3 separate regions of the Mus musculus genome follow, and all the other regions are linked to region 1. The links are chromatin contacts, called in public HiChIP or PLAC-seq maps. All regions are on one chromosome and are shown on one strand. Each heading gives the region's core, a stretch centred on a gene start, on an enhancer-like site or on the middle of the called end of the contact. The rest is flanking DNA. Distances are from core to core; before and after follow the strand shown. Region 1 overlaps Sel1l (sel-1 suppressor of lin-12-like (C. elegans)). Region 2 overlaps Tshr (thyroid stimulating hormone receptor). Region 3 overlaps Tshr (thyroid stimulating hormone receptor).

Evidence for each region. HiChIP or PLAC-seq counts read pairs in DNA pulled down with a chosen protein or histone mark.
Region 2: a contact with region 1 is called in an H3K27ac HiChIP or PLAC-seq map of extraembryonic endoderm stem cells. The contact joins two enhancer-like sites. A contact is called at or near these places in 13 of 39 promoter capture datasets (the C10 cell line, the HPC-7 cell line, cranial neural crest and 8 more), 3 of 15 datasets of contacts at CTCF or cohesin (large pre-B cells, pro-B cells and stem cell-derived epiblast-like cells), 46 of 484 Hi-C or Micro-C datasets (3T3-L1-derived adipocytes, the AML12 cell line, B cells and 28 more), 5 of 115 datasets of contacts at active chromatin or transcription factors (embryonic basal ganglia, extraembryonic endoderm stem cells, fibro-adipogenic progenitors and 2 more) and 1 of 9 other capture datasets (liver).
Region 3: a contact with region 1 is called in an H3K27ac HiChIP or PLAC-seq map of extraembryonic endoderm stem cells, with 2.0 times the contacts expected there. The contact joins two enhancer-like sites. A contact is called at or near these places in 8 of 39 promoter capture datasets (the 3T3-L1 cell line, 3T3-L1-derived adipocytes, the C10 cell line and 5 more), 1 of 484 Hi-C or Micro-C datasets (reprogramming fibroblasts) and 1 of 115 datasets of contacts at active chromatin or transcription factors (extraembryonic endoderm stem cells).

The regions. Positions count from the first base shown.
Region 1 is chr12:91,806,643-91,811,472 of GRCm38.p6, reverse strand. Sel1l (sel-1 suppressor of lin-12-like (C. elegans)) reads left to right here. Exons shown (of 21, transcript NM_001039089.1): 21 at 1,420-4,830. The coding sequence ends at 1,629. Among named protein-coding and RNA genes, the nearest start is that of Ston2, 23 kb to the right of the region's middle. Within about 2 kb of position 2,917, at least 5 of the 459 cell types and tissues checked have an H3K27ac peak or open chromatin away from gene starts, as enhancers often do. A contact at or near this core is called in extraembryonic endoderm stem cells, where this site is marked.
Region 2 is chr12:91,421,245-91,426,074 of GRCm38.p6, reverse strand. The region is part of intron 1 of Tshr (thyroid stimulating hormone receptor); the gene reads right to left. Among named protein-coding and RNA genes, the nearest start is that of Tshr, 23 kb to the right of the region's middle. Within about 2 kb of position 2,759, at least 18 of the 459 cell types and tissues checked have an H3K27ac peak or open chromatin away from gene starts, as enhancers often do. A contact at or near this core is called in extraembryonic endoderm stem cells, where this site is marked.
Region 3 is chr12:91,493,356-91,498,185 of GRCm38.p6, reverse strand. It overlaps Tshr (thyroid stimulating hormone receptor), which reads right to left. Exons shown (of 10, transcript NM_011648.5): 2 at 4,811-4,830; 3 at 388-462. Among named protein-coding and RNA genes, the nearest start is that of Gm40541, 41 kb to the left of the region's middle. Within about 2 kb of position 2,020, at least 14 of the 459 cell types and tissues checked have an H3K27ac peak or open chromatin away from gene starts, as enhancers often do. A contact at or near this core is called in extraembryonic endoderm stem cells, where this site is marked.

The DNA.
Region 1 (4,830 bases), core at 1,668-4,167:
GTCTGATAGAGCCTCAGCTGCTTAAGTGGGCTGATGGAACCTAAAGAGGAGGGGAGGTACCTGTTCCCCTCAAAGCTACCACCTGGAGAAACAAGGCTTACGTGGAAGTGCCCGTGGGCTCTACCACTTAGATTTTGCTCCTGTCCCCATATTCTCTGAAGTGGATTCACCAGTGCAGCATTTTGCTCCATAAACACTATGATGCTCGAATTTGTTGTTGGAGCCATCATTAGGGTCAAATTGTCCTTATGCAGAATTATAAGTAAGCAGTGCTTCTTAGATCTACACTAACATAAACAGTGGACTTCCCTCCCTTGCCCTTAGCCACGCTACTGAGATCTTCCACACAGTTTCCCAGAACTCAGGATACCTTAGATTCTTACATATGTGTAATGTCAGTTGTTGCAGTTCCCTGGTAGCATGAGCCACTATGCTGTACTTTCTGCCAGAAAGCACTAAGCAGCTCACTGTGAGGACTAGGTTGAGGTGTGGGGACAGAGTAGTGCCTGGCCTGGGCCGGGTCTCATACCCAGCCAACAGGAGGTGGCTGTCAGACTCTGCAGGGCTGTCCCAGACCCTTGTACCCCGCACTTTCCTCAGTAGGTACAGCATACCATCCTGTATGGAGAGGAATCTTTTGCTGTCTTTTTATACAGATCTAGAAAGAGAACAGTAAGATTCTCCAACTGAAACAAAAAAAAAAAAAAAAAAAAAACAAAGCAATCCCAGTTCATAAAAAAAAGCAAGAGAAATAAGTATTGATGAGAAGGAGGTCAGACTAGATGAACAGACACAAAATTCCCCGGGAACATAATCATTTCCTGGAATTTTTTTTTCCTACAAAATTAAGCACCTGCGCCTACAGATGTGTATTATGAGGGCTCTCGGGCATAATTTCACAAAAGCTCAGAGACTAGGAATGTAACTTGTAAGTTCAGATTTCTTTGTAAAATGGTGTGCATTTTAATTAAAACAACCAAAAAGAGGTGTTTGTTCATCAAGTGGACACCCGGTCCTGTAGCTGTCAGTGCCATGGGCGGAGCACAGCTGGCCGTCACCTGCCTGCTGTCACTGCGGACAGGTTAGAGGTGTGCCAGGATTCAGACTTGGGGGCGGAGGGGTCTTTTATTGTTCTGCTGATCCTTTCAGATATCTACTAGAGAAATAGCTAGAAATTGCCGAATTAGATTTCTGATGGAAAAAACAGTTAGACATCTGATGTCCGCTATTAGGAAACCCTAGCTTAGTTCTTGAGACACACCCTCTGGGTGTCAGTAGAAGAAGGGTTTAAAAATCATCACAGTGTCCTAGAATTTAGTTTTTCAAAGTCTCATGCTTATGTCTACTGTTAAGTAACTAGTTTCAGAGTTCTTTCACCGACATCGAAGTGCTAATGCTTTTTGTGTTTTTCTCATTAAGATTCGAGATCTATTCACACAACTGGATATGGACCAGCTTTTGGGACCCGAGTGGGACCTTTACCTCATGACCATCATTGCACTGCTCTTGGGTACAGTCATAGCTTACAGGCAGCGACAGCACCAGGACATACCAGTTCCCAGGCCCCCAGGGCCACGGCCGGCTCCTCCCCAGCAGGAAGGACCACCAGAGCAGCAGCCACCACAGTAGCAGCCACACACTCACCTTGGTCGGTGACCACTGGGGAGCTGCTTGCTGAGAACGCTTGCATTTGATGTAGGGCTCTGGATGGTGGCACCGCCTGGAAGAGGCGTGAGGCGTGTTGAATCCCAGAAGCTGCTTAGAACCTGCTGCCTTCCTTTTCAGGGATGCGCGGCTCTCGGCAGAGCTGCAGTGAATGTTTGTTTCAGTGCCATACGGAATGACAACTCTCAGTGGCTTTCCTCTTTCCTTTTTCTTTCTTCGTTCTGCAAACATACACAAGACACTCGAGTCATGTCTACTGTACCCTGTCTTTCCTGAGAGACCTTTCGTCATCCTGTTGATGTGCATAACTTCTTACCTGTCTTCTAAGGTCCTGAGCATTGACAACCTGGGGAAACCCAGTTAGTTGCAAGTTTAACCCTAAAAACATGCTTAAGTCTGAGACTAGAACTTGCCATTAAGTCAAAAGCAAAACAAGCCAAGCAGGACGTCTTCAGGGTGTTTGGGAAATGCAGTAACTGGGAAATTTTACCAGTCTACATGCCAGGTCATATGTTCGGCACTCTTATTTTAAAAGGGATTATTGATCGGATTCCTGTACTGTGACTCTGACACTTCCTAGCAAACTTCTCTTCCTCAAAGACTGAAAGGCTTTGCTAAAGACTTCTTCGTGATGTCACATCCCTGCCATGGAGTAGAAGTCAAACTCAGTCAGCTGACTCCGTGCTCCCACAGAGGACTTTGCCCCAGCTACTCATGTGAGTTGCATATACAGAGCCCTAGTCCAGACGCCAGAGGATGATCTAAATGGAGAAATCAGAAAACAGCCTTAACCAACTTGAGGTGGGACCTGGGACATGCCCTCCCTCGGGTAGATTCGTTGCTTCCCGGATCTCATTTTACTTCACATTTCTTATGGCACAGAGAACAGACAACCCTCCCAAAGTCTTCAAATATGAAATGCTATTGTCAAGATTGGCAGGTGGTGACTTCCTTTGTAATACTAAAATACTAAAATACTCAGACAATGGAGGATGGGTTAGACCCAATGCATGGCAAAACCAAAGGCCTGGGTGCACCGTTGTGTATGCTGCGGGAGCTTTTTATTTCTGACGGTTTGATGTGGCTGTAGAAAGTCAGCCACTGAGTAGCTGTTGTGTTATCGCCCTTCTGTTGTAAACATTAGGAAATTAAAGCAGTTACACCCAGCATTGCCTGCTTCAGTAAGAGGCGAAAACAACGACTGAGAGCTTCACATAATCACCCCAAAGCCCAAGCTGAATTTGTGGTCTGTGTAATCAGATCTGTGGATGGTAGCGTTGGGTAGCCAGCACCCCATGGGAGCTCACGCCCCTGTTCATTATCGCCTTTCCATTGTTTTCTGTAATCCTTGTCTGCAATGAAACGACTTTATCACTTGTGGAGTTTGGAAAGCTTTGAGTTTGAATGTTGGGATTGTCATGAGAATTCAATGTAGTTCATCTGTATTGAACATGAAGGCTTTAAGTGTGAAGTTGTGTACATTTGTGTGTGCTCACAGTATTATGGGAAACCCAGGAAGCAAAAATTTTCCTCGAAGATATTTGCCTCCAAATTTGAAGACATGGCCACAGAGAGGCAGATCTTTGAGAGGCAGCCAGCATTCCTCTCAAAAATGTAATGTTGCTTTGGGCTTGTAAATAGTAAGGCTCATTTGGTGTCCTGTGCTGAAAGACTAGATTGTGAGCGGTGCAGTAAACAGGGTCCTTAGCCCTGCCTCCTCTCCCAGCCCCTCCCTCAGCCCAGGAAAGGAAATACGCTACGGCCCGGCCCGTCTCTGCCGTCTCTCTTCCTTTAGAAGGCAGGTTTTACATGATTCACAGGAACTGGGCACAGTGGTGTGTAGCTGCAGTCTCCTGTCACTCACAGTAGGCTGGGGGGTTAAGACCAGCTTAGGCAATACAACAAGACCCAGTCTCTACAAATAAATAAATAAAAAGATGGGAAACTCTAAGATGCCACTGGCTTCTGTGGTTTTCCTGTGCCATCCACCTCAGGCCTCCTTGGATGGCAGCAGTTTTGCCTCCATCTTTACTTCCCACAGAAAGTACTTGAAGAAAATATCTCTTAAAATAGCATACACTACCTAAGGCTGGACGGGACAGTCTAGGTTTGTTCTTCATGTAGCAGACTTGCCCCTTGCTGTCCTTTTACGAACGGTCACTACAGCAGATGCCCTTCCCGAGACTTTTACCCTCTGTTTCCAGCCTGCGGCGTCTACTGCGAGAACTCAGTTCTCGCTGCTGCTTTCCTAGATGATCTCAAGCGCTTTGCTCTGTTCTCTTACCTAGAGTCTGTGGGACGTGGGACCGAAGCAAATAGGCACTGGGTTCGGTGGTTCTCTTAAAAATAATGCACAGTACTTACTAATGGCATCCATTTGAATAAAGTGGCAATAAAGCTAGTTGATGTCAGTGACATTAAGCCAACTCCAGGATTCGGGAGTTTTAGCATTAGGATTTAGATTTACCAGCTAGAGCGTGGCTTCCTTCCTCCCTGTAGCCCATCCCTACTGCTGCCTTTCGTGGTCTGTCTCGCAGGTCTGTCTTGCGGCCTACCAAGGCTCTCTGACGAGCCTCTGTTCTCCTGCGCCCCGCCCCGTTGGGCAACCAGCTACATCAGAGTCTAGAGAACACAAATTTTACTTCTGTGGCGGTGTACAAAAGTGGAGTTTTTGTTTTTGAAGTTTTTGTTTCTGATTTCTGGGTTTTCTTAGTTACTAGCCGATAATACAGAAAAAGGTCTGACAGGGGCTTTATTTTCCCCCAAATTTATTAATACCTAAACTAGATTAATGTAAAAGTACAAGTCCTAAATCTTGGTACTCCTGAAGGCTTGTAGTTCTTCTGAAGATATATATAGATAGATAGATTAACTTCTGAACATATTACCACTCACCATCTCTACCTTGGAGAAGCGTTAGAACCCTGCTCCAGGGGTCTGGTGAGGAGCGGGTGGCTGGGGGTTCTCTACACAGAATTTGGTTTCGTCTGGCTGCTTGGTTGGGTTTTCTCTCTCTCCTCTGCTCCCCAGGTTTGCTCTCTGGTGCTTAGGAGCAGCCATGGCAGCCTCCACATGCAGACCTCAACCCCTTGTGTGTGTGGCATTTGCAACCAGTGACCAACCACATCTGCAAAACACGCAAGAAGATACGCAAGAAGTAACCGG
Region 2 (4,830 bases), core at 1,510-4,009, 390 kb after region 1:
AAGTTCCCTATACCCCCGCCCTGCTCCCCTACCCACTCACTCCTACTTCTTGGCCCTGGCATCCCCTGTACTGGGGCTTATAAAGTTTGTAAGATCAAGGGGCCTCTCTTCCCAATGATGGCCGACTAGGCCATCTTCTGATACATATGCAGCTAGAGACATGAGCTCTGGAGGTACTGGTTAGTTCATATTGTTGTTCCACCTATAGGGTTACAGACCCCTTTAGCTCCTTGGGTACTTTCTCTAGCTCCTATATTGGGGGCCCTGTGTTCTATCCTATAGATGACTGTGTGCATCCACTTCTGTGTTTGCCAGACACTGGCATAGTCTCACTTGAGATAGCTATATCAGGGTCCTTTCAGCAAAATCTTGCTGGCATATGCAATAGTGTCTGGGTTTGGTGGCTGATTATGGGATGGATCCCTGGGTGGGCTAGTATCTGGATGGTGCATCCTTTCGTCTTAGCTCTAAACTTTGTCTCTGTAACTCCTTCCATGGGTGTTTTGTTCCCTAGCCTAAGGAGGAATGAAGTATCCACACTTTGGTCTTCGTTCTTCTTGATTTTCTTGTGCTTTGCAAATTGTATCTTGGGTATTCTAAGTTTCTGGGCTAATATCCACTTATCAGTGAGTGCATATCAAGTGACTTCTTTTGTGATTGGGTTACCTCACTAAGGATGATATCCTCCAGATACATGCATTTGCCCAAGAATTTCATAAATTCATTCTTTTTAATAGCTGAGTAGTACTTCATTGTGTAAATGTATCACACTTTCAGTATCCATTCCTTTGTTGAGGGAAATCTGGGTTCTTTCCAGCTTCTGGCTATTATAAATAAGGCTGCTATGAACATAGTGGAACATGTGTCCTTATTACCAGTTGGAACATCTTCTGGGTATATGCCCAGGAGAGGTATTGTTGGATCTTCCGGTAGCTGTTCTCATTTCTTAAAAACAAAGCAAAACAACAAACAAACAAACAAACAAACAAACAAAAAACCAAAACAACTCAGGGCTTAAATGGCTGTGTTGGGATTAAGGCGTTGGGGAGAAAGATGAGTCCCATCACCTATAGGTGACAAAGCAGACTCTGCCAATCACATCGCCCCTCCCCACCCCAGTCTCAGCTCTACTCTATACAGAAAGAGAAAACCTCATTTGATGTTGTGAGCTTTAGTTTCTCTCATCTTTAATAAAAGGATTTTTAAAAAAATGCTATGTGTAGGAGTGTTTACCTGCATGTGTGTCTGCGTACTCTGTGCATGTCTGATGACCTCAGAGGTGAGAAGAAGGTATCGGTTCCAGATGGCTGTAAACCACGTGTGGGTTCCAGAAACTGCACCTAGGCCCTCAGCAAGAGCAGCGAATGCCCCTAAACACTAAGCGATCTTTTCAGTCCCAAGCTAACTTTTAAAATTAGGAGCTAAAGAGGTAAAAAGGAGTTGGGAGAAGGGGAAGTTACTATTCGTGCTTACCTCACAGGACCTTTGGAAGTGGGGACAGTAACGGTTAAATGACATGTACAGTTCAAAATACCTACAAGATGGGGTTATTTTTCTTAACCGGTGAGAACCGGCTTTTGAGTCAGAAAGTTCTCTCTAGCTTGTGTCCTTGATTGAATTCTTCACCAAGCCCTCTATTTCTTCCTCTGTAGGTGGGAACAATGAAACCTACCAGTAAGGGCTGATGTGAGGATTAACTACACCACACACATAAACACACATACACATACATACACACACAGACACACATACATACACACATGTACATAATACACATACATACATATACTCACACATACATACACGGACACAGACACATACACACACAGACACAAAAGACACCCACACAGAAGCATGCACACATAAAAACACACATGCATACACACACACACAAATGCACAGAGAGAGTAAGAAAGCAAGAGCAAGCCAGGGAGCAAGTGAGCAAGAAAGACAGGGGAAGGGGAAGGAGAGGGGGAGGGGGAGGGGATGGGGGGAGAGAGATTAGTGACTGAGGCAGGAGCCAGGATTACTATCACTACTGCATCTTTACAGTGGAAGAAACAAACTGGGTAATTTAATAATTCGACACTCCACAAACCAGTGTTGTCTTAAACAGTTTTGGAGAGAGCTTATTTTCTTTTTCTCCCCATCTCATTAACCATCCATGGATCCATAGAATCAATTTATTTAGGGTTTCGAAAAACAAGAGCCACTGAGCTGTTAAGAGAAATTTGTACGAAAGAGACTTTCCGTTCTCAAAAGATCTTAGGCGAGAGACTAGTTTCCTACTGGTGTGCAGACAGAACCCAGGCTTTCCCCAGTAAGTCTCTTGTGGGGCTCTTTCTGGATGAGCACCCGGACAACAAACAGTGAGAGCGGAGGAGAGGAGCCGTCATCGGTGGACCGAAGCCAGCAAAGCTCATGAAGGCCTTGAGCCTGTGTCTACTGTGTATTCTTAATGTATAAAAACCACAAGGTGGGGCAGGCAAGCAAGCATGGTTAGGTCAGCAGACTGTCCATTGTTTCTGCTCTTTCTCTGGGTCATTCAGCTCCAGTTATCTGAAATCACGCTTGGCGAATAGGCAGCACAAAGAGTGCCTTAAGCAAAGCACTAAATAAGTCAATAAACCACCATCTAAAAGATCGGTCTTTTCTACCTCCAACTTGAACAGCACTTCTTCCTGCAGAGAGCAGACCTGAATTCACAGAGACTTCCTGGTGCACCCAGGAAGACACTGGGGGAGCTGAGGCGTCTTCTGGGGCTCCCTCTGCTGGTTAGTTGAAGGCTTCATTTGGCAGAGCAAAGCTCTGCGGGATGCTCTCCAAATTAACAAGATATGGTCAGAGAGAGGTAGAAAATTAACAGTGATAAATCCTGGGAGTCTAGGTCATCATGTAGCCCAATAATTCATTTAAAAGTGATTCAAATCTCAGAGGAAAGAGGTGGCTTATTGGTAAAGCAAAGGCTATCAGAATGCTCAAATAAGGCTTCTGGGTTTGTTGTTGGGGCCTTGGGATTTAATTGACATTTCACAGACAGGAACAAGAATTGTTGATTCAATTTCTGCTGATGTCTTTATTTAATTCGATCCTTTTAACAGAACACTATAACTTCTTGCATAGAATGTAGGTTATTTATAAGGGCACAAAAAGTATTTTTTTTTTAACTGATGGATATTAAAGGAGAATAGACTAGAATAGAATTCTCTATTTTTTAAATAAAGAATTTAGATCAAATCAAGCAGAACCAACAAGGAACTGAGTTTTGGGATCGTTTCCTTTTAAGACTTGCACAAAGCACATAGACATTCCAGGAAATCATGTTACTTTCTCTGCAGAACATCCTACACAGGGAAATGGAAATGGATAATGTCTGATTTATATATAGACTGCTTAGCCCGAGCGAGAAGGGTCCCAGTTATCTGGCTGTGTGGTATGGATGCGATGACATCCTTTGGAGAGCAGAGAGAAGGCAGAGCAGCAGCTCCCAGAGTGAATGAGGCTGCACCTTCAGGTTGGAAATGTTTGCGAGGTGGGTGAACTGGTTCTCACCCCAGTGTCTGTGGCGAGTTGTGAATAGTGCAGCCTAATTGCAATTTATGTAGGGATAGCCTTAGCCCCTGTAACAGTTACTTTTCTGTTACTGTGATAAGACAGCATAATCAAGGCAACCTGTAGAAGGTAAGGTTTATCTGGGGGTATGGTTCCAGAGGAGTAAGAAGAGTCTGTCGCCATTACCGTGGGGGAGGTTCAGCTGCAGGCAAGCCTGGCAGCTGGGGCATTCCAATGAGAGCTCCCATCATAAGGAGCAAGCAGGGGAAAGAACCGAAAATGGCTCATGGCTTGGAAGCCTCACACCATGTTCCCACTGATAGACGTCTTCCAGGAAAGCCATACTTTCTACCCCTCCTCAAACAGTTCCACCACCGAGGGGCCAAGTATTCAAATATCAGAGCCTGTGACGGACATTCTCATTCCAACCACCACACCCACTAAATAGCCATTCCTTGCCTACTGGGCAGACCCTAGCATCCTGTAACCAGTAGATACAAACCTTTTGGGATACATTAACAAAACCATAGGTTCTGCCAACCAAGAAACTACGAGTCATCAGCCAACACGGAAAGCTCATAGGATTTTTCCACTTTGCTGTAGCCACTTCGGTTTCCACAAAGGTTATCTGAAAAGCGCCTTGTTTCATGACCTTTCCCTCCTCTCCGTTATTATAAAAACACTCCATGAACGTGCTTTGACACCAGAACATGAATTTGGCTCTTAGGCTATTGTGCTATTTTGTTATGGTCCCACATTTATTTCCCCCCAAGTCCCAGGATTCCACATGTTGACATATTGTGCCCTTACGGACTTGTGGACTGGGTCACAAGTTAGAGCTGTGGGCTGTAACCATGCTGTCGCTGTGGGATGTAGCCTTGCGGTCTTCTTGGTGTCAGTTCACTTAGAGCAGGTCCCATACCATGTGCCATCTGCTACCTGTCTACAGGCACTCCTGTCAGTTTGCAGACTGTCAAACGAACCTTTGTGAGCTCATTTGTCATCATTGGCTAACACGCCCTCTGGCAGTCACATTATCCTTTAGTTGCCCTTGCTCTGCTCTAAACTTGGCTTTTTAATGCCCCCCTCACGCTAAAGTTTATCCTTAATCCCTAGACTTTTCTTTTCCCCTCTCCTCGCTAGGATCTGCAATAAAATCCGGGAAGAGTGGCAGTGTTAACGATAAAATGAAGCATAATCTCTTCATCTGTCACTATTAATTATCTTCAAGTTTTGTTCTCCACCGACAAAATTTGTTTCTTTTCTTCCTCTTTCTAA
Region 3 (4,830 bases), core at 771-3,270, 310 kb after region 1:
ATTTCTTTATATCTACCTTCACATTTACCTCCTCTGCTGCCGTTAATTTTTTTCTGTACAGAATGTATGGCCAAATTGGGGTGGGGGCAATCTTTTTGTTTCCAAACATTCCTTTTAATAGTTCTTTTACTTTGAGTCTAACCCTGACAAATCCTTAAAAAATGTCTTTATGGGTCTGGTGTGATGGCTCAGACTCTGAGGGCATCTGTTGACCCAAGTTCAGTCCCCAAGCCCACGGGGTGAAAAGAAAGAATAGACTTCCACACGTTGTCTTCTGACCTACACATACATATTGTGGCACATCCCACACCACAGAAAAGTAATGTAAAAAATATTTTAAATGGAGGCTGTCATTTGGGTCTATTTTGTACTTTTTCTTATACTTACATGTGAGTCATTTTACTCAAATTGTAGAAAGAATGTGGTTCCAGCCGCTGCAGAGTTGCATCTATAGATAAATAGCTGAACATTATAAAAGATAAGACAAAGTAGAAAGTTAGCAATGAACTCCCAAAGCTCCCTTTTATTTCACCATATTGGTTTATGATAATGCCATGATGTAATGTGCTTTAAGCATCTCCCCCTCCCAGCCCCCCACCCACATTCCCTTGTTCCCTCTTCTCCTGGTCCACCCATTTCCCATCATTCCTCTCTGTTCACCTCAACAGCATTGCTTCTATTCTCAGGCAATCTGTGTTCATATGACTTGACTTTATAGATCCATAAAGGCTAGAACTCACATGTGAGAGAATACTTACAGTATATGTCTCTCTGAGGTTGCCTTAAGTCAGTTAGTACAATGATCTGCAGTTGCGTTAACATTACATTTTTTTTATGGCTAAAATAAAATTCCACTGTGTCTATAAACCATATTTTCTTATCCATTCCTGTTGATGGACACCTAGATTGGCTTCATAATTTCAGTGGTGTGCAAAGTGCTACAGTTAGCATTGGTGTGTAAGTATCTGGGATAAAAGCATACTACTTCTTATGTACATGCATGTCTATGCTCATGTGTATGCAGGTGAGTGTGTGGTGTATGTGTGTGTAGTGTGTGTAGGTTAGAAGAAACCTTGACTGTCATAACTCAGATGCCATTCACATTGATTTTACAGAAAAAGTCTATCATTAGCCTGGGATAACTAAGTAGACTAGGCTGCCTGGCCAGCTATCTCCAAATATCCATCTATTTCCATTTCCAGAGTTCTGGGATTTATATGTGTGCCACCACTCATGGCTTTAAAACAGACTGCTTTTTGTATAGCTTCTTTATTGGGGCCTTTTCAAATAATAGGCCATACACAAACCACCTAACTATATAATTTTTTTAGGATCCCAGTATGCCTAAAATTCCCCAATACTTTGTTTTATTCCTCTACAGCTTCCTGAAAAGGTTAAAATTCCCACAGTACAACTTCAAAGCACCACGAGTGTTCCTTTTATGGATAATCATGGTGCACCTTTCTAACTAATTGGTTTGCATTTGATTTACACCATGTCATTAGACCATAAGTCGTCTGTTGTGGAGTGTTGTTTCTGCTTTGGACCATTGAATTATGCATGGCTTGTACAGTTTTTTGCATTAAGCCGACTCAGGAAATCCATGCTCAGCGAATATACAAATGAATAGATGAATAGATGTATTACTCAAAATAGCAAAGCCAGAATGCATCAGAAAAGAACATTAGCGTGAATAAGAAGCATTTTTAAAGGAGGGCAGGAAGCATGGGAATAAGATGTAATTTCCAAAGTGTTGAAGAGAAAAATCACGTTTCTGTAGCAGGGCATTCCAGAGGGTGTTGGCTGTCGTGATGATGAAATATTCTGAAACTATCTGTTACATTCTGAGACACTGGGCCTTTTGCAGGACTTCACAAAGTCACTTAAGACTGCTAGCCTTCTGTGCACTCAGCCTGTTTGTTTTACCTGCTTTTAAGAGGACAATGTAACAGCCAACCTCACTTGCCTTGGAATTCCCATGTAATCAGCTTTCACAACCTACGCTAATGCTTAGCTGCAACCTTCAATTATGTAGTCTTCCCTGCCCCCGTCCCTTAACAACGCATGCGTATCATTTGTGGAGAGCAGCAAATACAGAAGTTAAAGGCCGTTTTCTAAAATCTACCATAAAGGTTGAAAGCGTCTGTTTATAAGTATTGTTTGATAAGCAACGCTTGTTATCTGGGTCTGTTGGGATCTGTTGCAGCCACGGACATAATTCCTGTAAAACTCTGTTAGAGATTTTTGTAAAGTCTCCCTTTCCTTCTCATGTGATGCTTTCTGTGCTTTTAATAAAGACAGGGTGAAGCCTTTTGTGAGGAACAGACACACAATTGAGATACACACACACACACACACACACACACACACACACACAGAGGAGAGAAAGCGGGGGGGGGGTGCACAGGGACAGGGGAGCAGGAATAGGGAAAGGGGCAGGTGGGATCGGGGGAAGGGGACATGAGGACTGGCACAGGGACAAGACAGGGGACAGAGGGCAGGGTAGACAGGGGTGGGGCGGTGGGGGCCAGGAACAGGGAACAGGAGGGACAGGAGGGACAGGGGCAGGAACAGGGACAGAGACAGATTCACCAGATAATGCAGACAGTCCTCAGGGAGACACAGATCACAGATTAAGACTCATACAACAGACAGAGGACAGAAACCACAGGAGAACAAAGTAGACACTTCAAATTTAGAGTCTTAGTTACATGGCTTCAAGGGGGCATGCTTTTGTTTCTTTCTTTAATGTGACACAATGCATTATTGGTAACCCAGAGTTAATCACTAGTACATTTAAACCATGCAGACCCAGTTCTCTCTTAAGACCCGCCTTCTTGATTTTGAATGAAACAGAAAAGTCAGGATTTGTCTTGAAATCATTAAGCAAAATATCATGCAAATAAAAGTTTTAGGTACTGAAAGAGGGAAGAACAGAGACGCCTCTTTACAGGAGCAGTTGTGAATCTGTATGTAACTGATCTTCTTTCAGATGGTTTTATCAGAGTCTTTCTTATAATGAGAACAATACACACAGATTCAATGACCCGCCTCCTGCGAGGCACGACTATGCTATCTGGGAAAATAAATGAGCCCTGAACATAGAATTGAACAACCTGGACACATACATGTTCAAGACCCATCCTAGGATCACTGATTCACGGTTATGAGGGCCAAGTACTTATATTTTTCAAAAGCTTCCCTGGCGATTATATCTGAATGATATTCTTCATAAGAGGAGCCATAATTGTTAGATTCTGGGTATCCTTTTTGGCACGGTTGTGTGTGACTATTCTCGTGCCCCTGTGCTGTCTGTTTGGAAGTATTTATTCTATAAACAAACAGCCTTTGGTTTCTCAGGTTTCCCAGCCATTTGTCCTTTGTGACTAAGCAACAATATGTAAATTGTCTTGATCCAAACACAATCTCAGAACACATTTTATAGGATCGGCTTATTGTTTGAGGACCTTACAGAATTTGTCATGGATGAAAGTGGAGCAAGAGTCATGCCAAAGGCTGACAACTTACTTCCCTATGTTCCTCTCACAGCCTTTGTCCCACGCTCCCTACTGAATCTCAGAGATGACGTTCATTCATTCTGCCCACCTCACTGAACCAAAGTTCTGGTTTCACTAGCCTCCAGGCTTGTTATAACTTAAATTATGCCTCCACCCAGGATAACACATGTGCATCATTTGCTGAAAGTATCAAGCACAGAAGTAGAAAGCAACTTCCTAAAACCTACTATGAAAGTTAAAAGCATCCATTTATGCATATTGGTTGATAAACAATTATTTTTGTAGAACTGTTTGTTGTCTGGGTCTGCTGGGATTAGCTAGCGTTGGTTGGTGATTCGATCCTTGCCAAACTCTGGTAAAGATTTTTGTAAAGTGTCCCATGTCTTCCTTGTGTGATGACTTCTAAGCTCTCTAATAAATGCAGAGCAAAGCAAAGCTCTTTGTGGGAGGAGAGATACATACGGCCACAGACAGATACACACAGCCACACAACAGAGAACACACACACACACAAACACACACAAGGAGGAGGGGAGAGACAGAGACAGACAGGCAGACAGACAGACTCACAAGATAGCCTCTAAGCAGTCACAGATGCAGATTCAAACAACAGACACACAGAGGCTGGAAGACACAGGGAACATGAACTAGAGAGTTGATGTCTGGACTTGCTCTTAGTGAAATGGTTCTAAGGAGGACACATTTTCATTTCTTTCCTTAATGGGACACCAACACCTCGTTGGTGACTCAGAGCCAATCACTAATCCATACAAACCCATGCACAGGCAGTGGCTGTTATAGAATAATGGGGAAATGCCTCTTTTCATCTGTCTGCATACTGCATTTTTATTTTTAAGGCTTAGAATGCTTTTTAGCTCGTTTTTAAGTGAGAGGAATCTGAAACGATTTGGCTTCGTTTGTGACAAAATGTCAGTGTTTGCACTGTATTACTGGTGAAAGTGAATCCATCAATCTAGACTGGCTGGGTAAGGAAGAGATGCATACCTATGTGTGGATTCTCAGCACATCCCACAATATGCTAAAATACACATGCTTGACACGACCTCACAGATTTAAACATGTATTAGATTCAAAGGGTCCTATAAGGGTCAGAAAATCAAGATGTAACTAATAAGGTAAGTACTATATAAATAAAATTTCCAAATACATAAAAATGCAGATGTCATTGACTTAGGCAAGGACACTACCAATTGCTTGTTCTTGACAGAACACATTGATGTAGAAGTGTGTTTTAACGGCAAATTTCTCTGAATGTTCAAATAATTACTTACATCCTGGAAATATTGGGCAG